Linked DNA regions of Triticum aestivum: region 1 is linked to region 2. The links are chromatin contacts, called in public Hi-C maps. All regions are on one chromosome and are shown on one strand. The core of a region is the stretch at or near the end of the contact, and the rest is flanking DNA. Distances in the headings are between cores, read along the strand shown.

Region 1 (4,790 bases), core at 1,599-4,098, 150 kb before region 2:
AGTGTACTCTGTTTTGTGTTATGGAGCACGCTTCATACACGTGTGGAGGCTATCAATATAGCGATTCTGCTAGAGTTGCTCTAACTCCACGACAAACATTATTGAGCGGGATGGGGAGACCTTGTGTAGCTAGAGACGTGAAAATCATGAGACATATGCCATCTCGAGCACATGCTCTACTGTTATCTGAGTAACTCCATGCATTCGGTAGATTGTTTGTTTGACAAAACTAGATATCAAAAAGAACTTTTAACATAGTACAAATTTATATTTAATTAGGTACCTACTAAGTTTTTATATGTTTCTTTGAGTTATATTAGGGTCTGTGTCCTGCTCAGGGAGACGAGACGGCAGCGGCTCCTTGAAGATGGAATAATATTCTCCCTGCCTAGCCCCGGTCCCGGTGGTGTGTTTATAGCATCATCGGTGGGCGTGTGGAGGTGTGTCTTCGGTGGATCTTTCCATGGTGTATTTGCTTGGATCTGGTCGTAGTTCATCTGCATTCATGTGTCTTCGGGTTGGATCCTTCCAATCTAAACTACTCTTCAACGACAGGGTTGTTGTTCTGGTGCGCTGGTCCTATGGGGGCCTTAGCACGACAACTTTACAACTGTTTACTACAACAAGTTTTGCCCGGCTTCGATGTGGGAGGGGCGATTACGGCGGCGCCTTCGGCTCGCTTCAGTACTTGTAATCTTCGCTAGATGGTCTACGGATCTGGATGTAATTGATCATTTCTGGTGTTCATTGTACTGTCATGATTGAAGATAAATAGATCGAAAGTTTTTCTAAAAAAAAGACTATATACTACTCTCTCTCTCCATGTGCATGGTAATACGTGTCTCATTTATATCATAAAGATCATAGTACTCCCTCTGTTCTTTCTACTCGTGTAAAATTTGGTCAAACTAAAACTACACAAATTTTAACCAAATTTATATCAAAAAATATGAACATCTACAATACTAAAACTATATAGTATGAAAATACATTTGATGGTTCATCTGATAAGATTCATTTCATATTGTGAATGTTAATATTTTTTAATATAAAGTTAGTCAAACTTTACAAAGCTTGACTTTGACCAAACTTTATATGCAGACTAAAAGAAAATGGAGGGAGTACAAGTCATGTACCCACCGATCTGGCAAAACTTGAAAGACAACAAAACACTAGCCTTTACACAAAGGAACACCAGCCAAGAACTAAAAATATAATCAAGACCGAAGAATCCTTTGAGCTTGACACTAACGTCTGTCACATGCCTCTAGCACCACCACAACAGCCATCAAAGGAAGAAAAATGATGGATCACCTTCACCCCCGAGCTCGATGCGCCTCCATCGCTGGTATGCAGCTTTGTGAACCTCTAAGGTGGCTCACCAAAGGCGAAACCCCGGACACGCTATCGAACTCCAAATCTGGCACCCCCATAGGACTAAGACGCCGGAGGAGAAATCATACATGTCATCCACAAACCACAAAGTCGGCACACAACCCACCATCTTCCAGATGCCAATGATGCAGACAATAAATTGCATCCACTCCTGGACTACCTGCCAAGCTCCGCCTCGGTGCTGGAGCAAACGTCGTCGCAACGGCGGAGCCCGAGGACACATGTCCACCACGAGGATGTCGTCGCTGCCACGTCATCCTTGCCCAAACAGACTGATTTCCAAATTCATCCCCAACCATAGAACCTATCACCTCGTCGAAGTAGGATCTGAAGAAACTTTATTGAGCGCTGCCATTGCCATCGTTGAAGCCAAGACAATGAATAGCCTAAAAACCTAAACTATGAGAGTAAAAAATGATCCACGCGCGTGGATCCGGCGACCCCCCTCACCACCGACGACCGAGGTCGGCAACGGAGGAGACTCCTGGCGGTGATGAGGTTGCCTTTTCTTTCTTCGAGAGTAAGAAAAGCAAGCGAATAGGTGTCTCCGTGACCCTGGGGACAGAGCGTAGAAAGACTATATAGTACTCCATCCGTCCGGAGAAATGGATAAAAATGGCCGTACTGTAGGTGTTCTACATCAATTTTGTAAGATATATACCATACATCAAATTTCGTAATATTTAATTTGATGGGGTATGGGTAGAATAAGGCAAGGAAAGTTTTGCCTTAGTTGAGATTTTGATAAGATTGATTCAGTTGATTGATTTAATGCAGGATGTGATTTTAAGAAAGTATATCCACTTGATTTAGATTATTCTAAGTTAATATATTTATGTTTGTTTTTATTTTGTGCGGTATTGGTTGGGGTTATAAAAAGAACCTATCTGGGAAACAAAGGGGAAAGGGGAACGTGGGAGGAGAAAAACGGATAGGAGGTGGAGGCGACAAAATCAACTCAGTAGAGATTACCTCGATGATTTCACAACTTGGGCATACATGCGGTTTAGTTACCCATGTATTTCCTTCCTCCGAAAAAGCTTGTCACAAGCTTATTCCTCAAATGAATGTATCTATCACTAACTTGGTGCTAGATACATTTATTTGAGGGACAAGCTTTTCCGGACGGAAGGAGTAGTTCTCTCAGAAGTCGTTGTACTGATTCTAAAAAAATGGTTGTTGTACTGTGCGTTCCAGTGCAAAGATAGTCCACGTCGGATATGGTCTTGCTTAGTCTATAACTTTGCAAAGGACACCTTGGACTATTGTGGTTTCACTAGATAGTCCTCGTGCTAGCCCGCATGATGATCGACCAAGGTACTTCCACCGCGGTCCGGCTTCGGAGAGGGAGGGAGGAAAGGAACCTAAACCGGATTCAAAGCGCCAGAATCGGATTCCAACCCTTGGATAAATTGCCACCGATCGGGCCTTCCAAGTGCTTGTGCTCGGCGGCCGTGGAGCGAGGGAGTCCGAGGATAGGTTGAACTAGCTAGAACTCTAGAAGGCCCGTACCGCTGGTTCCTCCGTCTGGTCTGCAGGGTAGAAGACGAAGCTCGGCCAACCAGATGGGGTCCATCCTGTGCTGCCTGTGCGGTCCCGACGACGATGACGAGGCGCCGGGTTGCTGCGCCTGCCTGCCATGGCCAGCCAGAGCGTACACACGGGTTGCGCCGGTTCCTCCCGAGGCCTCCACCGGCTCAGGGCAGGAGGATCCATTGAACACCTTCCGCCCCCCTCCTAGGGCTCTACCTTACGATGATCCTCGGTTCAGACATCACACGGAGAAATCTATTCTGCTCGGAGAGAGAAGCAATGCTGACACCGGATCGACTCGCGATGGTGATGAGAAGGCTGATGGACCGTCAATGGAAGCTCAGCCGGGAGGGGGGAAACCCAGGGGAACTCAAGTCTGTGTTGATTGTGACGAGGATGACTGCCCGATATGCCTTGAGGAGTATGACTACGAGAATCCGAAGATACTGCTGCAATGCAACCATGATTTCCATCTTGGTTGCATCTACGCGTGGATGGAGAGAAGCCAGTCTTGCCCGGTCTGTGCCGTCGTAATGGTGTTCAAAGAGGACCAATGACCATGCTGGCTGCAAGCCTTTACACATGCTAAGACCCACGATAATCGTTTAGTTGTGTATATACACATGGCGTCGATGAAATCATGTCACTAGCCTTTGGCCAATTGCGGGGTAAAATTTGGTGGCAAATTATACCAGCAGAGTAATGACCTTGTTGTAGTCTCTTTTTTTCCTTTTTTGAACTCTTGTTTCTATTTCTTAATTAATGAATGAGACAAAGCTTTTGCATCTGTTGCCAAATAAAATGATGTCGCTAGATTGTTTGCTGAAACTTCGCTGCTAAGATTCGAGAGCGGCGTTACTGGTAGCGGTAGCATCTGGACATGTTATCCTAGTCCTAGGTCCATCTCTAGGGATCTGGGCTAGAGGGTCAGTCTCAGCATATACGGGTGTAAAAAAATGCAGTGATCTGACGCTATACTGTAAGGAACAGTGATGTACGGTAGCCCGCGGGCTCGTTTTTTGAAGCTCAGGTTAAGGTGACGAGCCGAGCCGTGGCTCGCCTCCGTAATGAAAAGTTGTGCGGAGGATCAGAAACGTATGCGCGCCGTCTGCTACGAAAACATCGCCGTCAAGGTACAGTGAATGCTGACCGGCGGATGAAGTGTAGGGCAGCAGAAACATCTCGGTCCCCATCTACTCAATTGAGCCCTTCTCCTCCATCCCCTCCTAGCTCGATGGCGGAAGGCGAATCAATGGCGGCGGCGAGCAGTATGGCGGAGTTTCCAGACCTACGCCACAACGGGCTCGAATTTCTGCTGGATCCGGTTGACAGGTAATTTCTCCACTGTATTATTCTAAGTATTCAATTCGATCCGAAGACGCGCGAGCAAAAAAAGTCAATGGGTGGTCTTTGATTTGTTAAACATGCCATAGGTTCCAGAGAGGTCATTGCGGATGTTGAGCAGCCAGATCCATTGGTGTTGACGTCTGTCGAGCCGTCGGCACCGGCACACGCCGACTCGTTGTGTGCGGGTGTGGTTGGGCAACTCAGCTGCGCTGTTGAGCAGAGAGATTCCGCTGGCAAGAGGAAGCAGTAGCCAAACCAGTCCGTCAGAGTCCACCTTCCAGAGGCACCATGGGTGTTCTTTCTCTCTGGATCCATGGTTTTTGATTTTCAGCGCCTATGTCGATAGATGTCTGGGGGACATTTTTACTACTGTCAACTAGTTGATCCCCTGATTTTGGTCGTCATCCATGCGTGTAATTAGCATCCCTGTACATAGTGTTTTGTGGGCAGATCAGGACATCCAAATGTGCTGATACACAAAAATCACGCCCCCACTGTTATATGTAAAAGGATTG
Region 2 (4,594 bases), core at 1,905-4,404:
TTTGGTATGGAAAGGGACATGCTGGCAGAATCCGAGGAAGCATTTTCTCTGATCGTGGGCAGATATCCGTTGGTTTATGGGCTCTTTTCTGTTGTGTTTGTTCGCATATAGATTTTCGAAAAGTCAAGCTTCTCACACTTTGACCAAGATTAAGAAGAAAACTATCAATGTCTATAATACTAAATGTATAAAATATTGATGAGGACATCCCTACTATAGTTAATCCATAGCCTCTGATATACACGGATCACTGAAGCATGGAGAAGGCATTAGTCGTATAAAGAGCGGAGACGGAGTTTCAAATTATGATTTCGGGACTTTAAGCCACTGTGATAACACAAGAGGAACATTGACGGAGTATACAAGATGAAACTTTATAATTTCGTCCATGGTTAGCTATAGGTGCTGCGCACATCAGTATTGGGATAGACCCATGTATTTTGGAGGAAAAAACTACTTGTAGTTTTTAGTCTGTGTTTAGGTAGGAGTCCTACTTAAGGCTGGATTGGACCCGCCCTCCCTCGCCCAGACGAATCTCACGCTTGCCCCTAAATACACAATTAGGGCATCAAATTAGGATTTGTGTTTTTGTTTGATTGATGTTTATTGTTTGGTACTCTTTGCCATAGACACGAGAGTCAGCAAAACCTCGTGTACTAGGCGTCATGAGAACTTCATTGTGTTAATCAAAGTACTTCAATTTATATCCGCCATTCGGATTGCATATATCAAATTCTTGCTAGTTCTCCGGTTGTATGCAACCCAACACTAAAATGAACTTTTGGTATGATATAAATGTATCATCCTTAAACATAAACCAACACCACGTGACCGTTGTGGTAATCAATCAATCTTGTTGAAAAAAAAACATAAACCAACTTTATCTACCATTTTTCTGGATTTATTTCAAGCCTTCGACGATGTGCGTTCAGTGTGAGGAGACGTCCTGTTGACTATGAAGGCGTTTGTGACTACTTCGTATCTCAAGATGATGTGTTGACTCGGTCTCTCGAAGGTACTCATAAGAGTAGGGTGTGTGTGTGCGAGCATTCATATGGATGTGTGTGTATGAGCGTCTACGTCTGTACTGTGTTAAACAAAATCTTCATTGCCCTTGCTGCAAACAAACACTTTCATCATGGCTACATCGTAGTTTCATGCAACAAAATAAAAAATAAAATAAAATGCCCACATCATACTGACTTGTTGACACAGAAAGATATGTTAGTAGCGATTATTTCCTGTTGTTGCATGAAGATTGGTGGTTTACAAATTGACGGAAGAAATAATACCATCTCATAGAAAAATTGGGCCATTTTATAAATATGAAAATATGTCTCATGATATATCTAATGATGCATATTTATTTTTTATATGTAGATAATTTCCTCTATAGTTGACCCCTGGAAAAACATAATTACTTATATTTTTTTGAACACATAATTATGTATACTTAAAGCATACTCGGGCTTTTGGTGGGTGCTCGTGAGGTGAGAGAAACAAAGCGTAAACTTTTCTTTTGAGTGTTTTGGAAAAGTCTCGGCCGACTTGATATTACACTTCGTGATATACTTTGATCTTGTTAATGCATAAAGCCGGCTGCTTATTGTTGAAGACAAGGCATTGTTTGCAAAATCTCTCAATTCTCGAGTTGTTTTCATCAACAAGATGGCGAATTGTCACACACGTTGAGTTCATATTACCTCGTGATCTGATAATCTTTTGCTCATTATCTTGGTTACTTCCTCTGTTCATTTTTATAAAACATTTTAGAGAGCTAAAATTAAACTGTTTTAGGTGTTATTTTAAATGTCTAAAACGCCTTATAAAAATGAACGGAGGTAGTATTTGAGACACCATACAGTTTGCATGTGATTCTCTTTTCTTGGCCCACTCATTTTTCAATAGCAAGGAAGATGTCGGTGAACATTTAGACCTAGAGTAGATCGTTTTCGCATTTAGTTTGGGCTAAAATAGTTCTGGAAAGACCGGTTAAGTAAAATGATGAGAGTCATCTAAAAAAAAAGTTAAAATAATGAGAAGATATAAAAGGAAAATCGGGAGCTGGTTCTTCCTCATTTATTTGTATAAGCTATGCATGCATGACTATAATAATGCCATGCTATAACTAGACAGACGCCATCTGAGAGCTGCATAAATTAATGATAAATCCTTTCTAAATATATAAAGAGATGTCACTGTCGAGCTTTTGACCTCTCGAGGCTCCCTGATCCTATAGAACGACTAGACTAGAAATATTGAGCCGCTTAACCACTGTTCACTGTGCCGAACCAATAATACCCCTTGTGAGTCACGCCCTAGGCATAGCATGGGCGCTCAAAAAGTGAACTCCAACCAGTACATCAACGCGCAATGCGTAATGCAGCAACTAATCAAAATTCAAGATACGTTAACGTAAACCAAACTAGTATATCAACGCCAAAATGCGTAATGCAGCAATTAATCAAAAAAATCAAGATATGTAAACGTAAACCAAACTTATGTAGCAAATCTTTCATTGCCCTTGCTGCAACCAAACGATTTCATCATGGCTGGCTACATCGTAGTACTAGTTTTCATGCAAAAATAAAAAAATAACATGACCACATCGTACTACTGACTCGCTGACGCCGAAAGATATGTTGGTACTAGTAAATAACGTTTATGTCCAGTTGTCGCGCGAAGATTGGTGATTGGGATTACAAATTGACAAAACAGAAAAAATGGTACACTGCAGTACTTTTTTTCAATAATTAAGACAGAACCAACACATCCACCATCCTCGTGTCAGTTGCAACGACAGCGATCCTTCTTCAAAAAATCCCTCCTCCAAAATTCAAAAACCAGAGCCCCTCATCCACTTTCGTTTTTCTGTTGAGGGGCAAAACGGTCAGACCCGCACCAACAGTCCACTCAAAGCCGTTGTTATCCCGAAAAGCCAGCCAGCGCCGCATAAAGCGAAAAAAAAGGATAATAAAAAACGAAAATGAAAACAAAAGCAACAATCTCTCGTAATCTCTCTTACTTAATCACGCCTAAGCTCCCCCAAAACTCGAGATCAGGGCCGCTAATCTCCCCGAAACACCCCTGGAAGTTTCCGGTTTCACCTTCGTCCGTTTTTCCTCCCGCATTTCTCACGGAGGAGAGACAGAGAGGGGAGTACCAGTCTCCAGCTCCACCAAACCAGCAGAGCTCTCTCTCTCTCTCTAGTCCTCTCCCCCTCCACTCCGCTCCCTCCCCCACAGCGCAGCAGGGCGCACGTTATCGGATTCGGGCGCGCGCGGCCGAGATCCGCAGCACGCCGCCGCCGCCGCGCGATCTCGTCGCCGCGGGAACTGCATTGCGCGGCTCGCCGTCTCCCCGGCGTTTACCCGGGGGCGGCTCCGGCGGAGGCGGAGGGGCGGGGGGCGGGTCTCGTCCGCGATCCACCAGATCCGACCTCGCCGGCCGCGGCGGCGCTGCCATGGAGCCCGACGCGCCGCTCGACTACGCGCTCTTCCAGCTCTCCCCCCGCCGCTCCAGGTGAGGAAGCGGGGCACTGGGAAGGGGATGCCTCGCCCTTTCGTTGCGGTTTCGCGTGGGCTGAGGGTGGCTGGCTGACTGACTCTGGGTGCCTGCGCAGGTGCGAGCTCGTGGTGTCCTGCAGTGGGCGGACGGAGAAGATCGCGTCGGGGTCGGTGAAGCCGTTCGTGACGCACCTGCGCGCCGCGGAGGAGCAGGCGGCGGCCCAGCCGCCGCAGCCGGCCATCCGGCTGCAGCTGGACCGGCGCGCCGCGTGGTTCAGCAAGGGCACCCTCGAGAGGTATGCTGATATGGCTTATGCGGCGGTGCTCGGGTCGGTGGTCTGTCGATTGTCGAAGAGATTGGATTCTGATGGGTGCTTGCCTGGTTCCTTTGTGCTTGAAGGTTCGTGCGCTTCGTGAGCACGCCGGAGGTGCTGGAGATGGCGAATACATTCGATGCAGAAATGTCGCAGCTAGAAGGGGCTAGGAAGATTTACGCGGCACAGGGAGTGAGTATCAATTATCATGCAGTTCTTTCAGCATGTTATGCAGTGTAGCATTTGTCTAAAATTGGCAATTCTTTATGCAGACTGCTGTAGGTGCTACCTCGGGTGCAGCTGGTATGCCCTAATGTCTTGTGTCTTTTCATACCTCATACAGTTCATTAACACTCGTTCATCATGGGAAACTAAGTCCATCTTAACTGGAGTTACTCAATGGGAGCTGATAAAGTCCAGGAGCAAGAGATTGTTCTCTTGTTGAATTGGCAACTGTATTATTGGCTTGCATTAAGAATTTAGGAACCTTTGATTAATGCTAGATACATTGATGCCACCATGTCTATATTATTCATCACATATTAACATGAACCTCCATTAATAAGGTAACATATTAGATTAATGTGACATTATTACTGTCATGTATGGAAGCATATGATGCTTCTGCCTTCTGGATATAATTATGTAAACTCTTCTTCTGCTTGTCAGCTGAAGCCTCAGCAGCAGCTGCAGACATTACAAAGTAAGCCCATCTCTTATTTCAATTGCCGCTCATTTACCTTGTTTGCCGGATAAAATTGATTCGATTCACAA

Evidence for each region. A called contact is a pair of places that touch in the nucleus more often than the background predicts.
Region 1: a contact with region 2 is called in a Hi-C map of leaf, with 6 times the contacts expected there. The contact joins the promoter of LOC123049009 here to the promoter of LOC123052091 in region 2. A contact is called at or near these places in 2 of 5 Hi-C or Micro-C datasets (both in leaf).

What each region holds. Positions count from the first base shown.
Region 1 is chr2D:122,166,039-122,170,828 of IWGSC CS RefSeq v2.1, reverse strand. LOC123049009 (E3 ubiquitin-protein ligase At3g02290) reads left to right here and starts at 2,848. Exons shown (of 1, transcript XM_044472019.1): 1 at 2,848-3,701. The coding sequence starts at 2,961. The coding sequence ends at 3,485. LOC123049010 (a long non-coding RNA gene) reads left to right here and starts at 3,996. Exons shown (of 3, transcript XR_006423421.1): 1 at 3,996-4,260.
Region 2 is chr2D:122,013,652-122,018,245 of IWGSC CS RefSeq v2.1, reverse strand. LOC123052091 (COP1-interacting protein 7) reads left to right here and starts at 3,154. Exons shown (of 10, transcript XM_044475174.1): 1 at 3,154-3,522; 2 at 3,623-3,802; 3 at 3,907-4,012; 4 at 4,093-4,123; 5 at 4,490-4,523. The coding sequence starts at 3,464.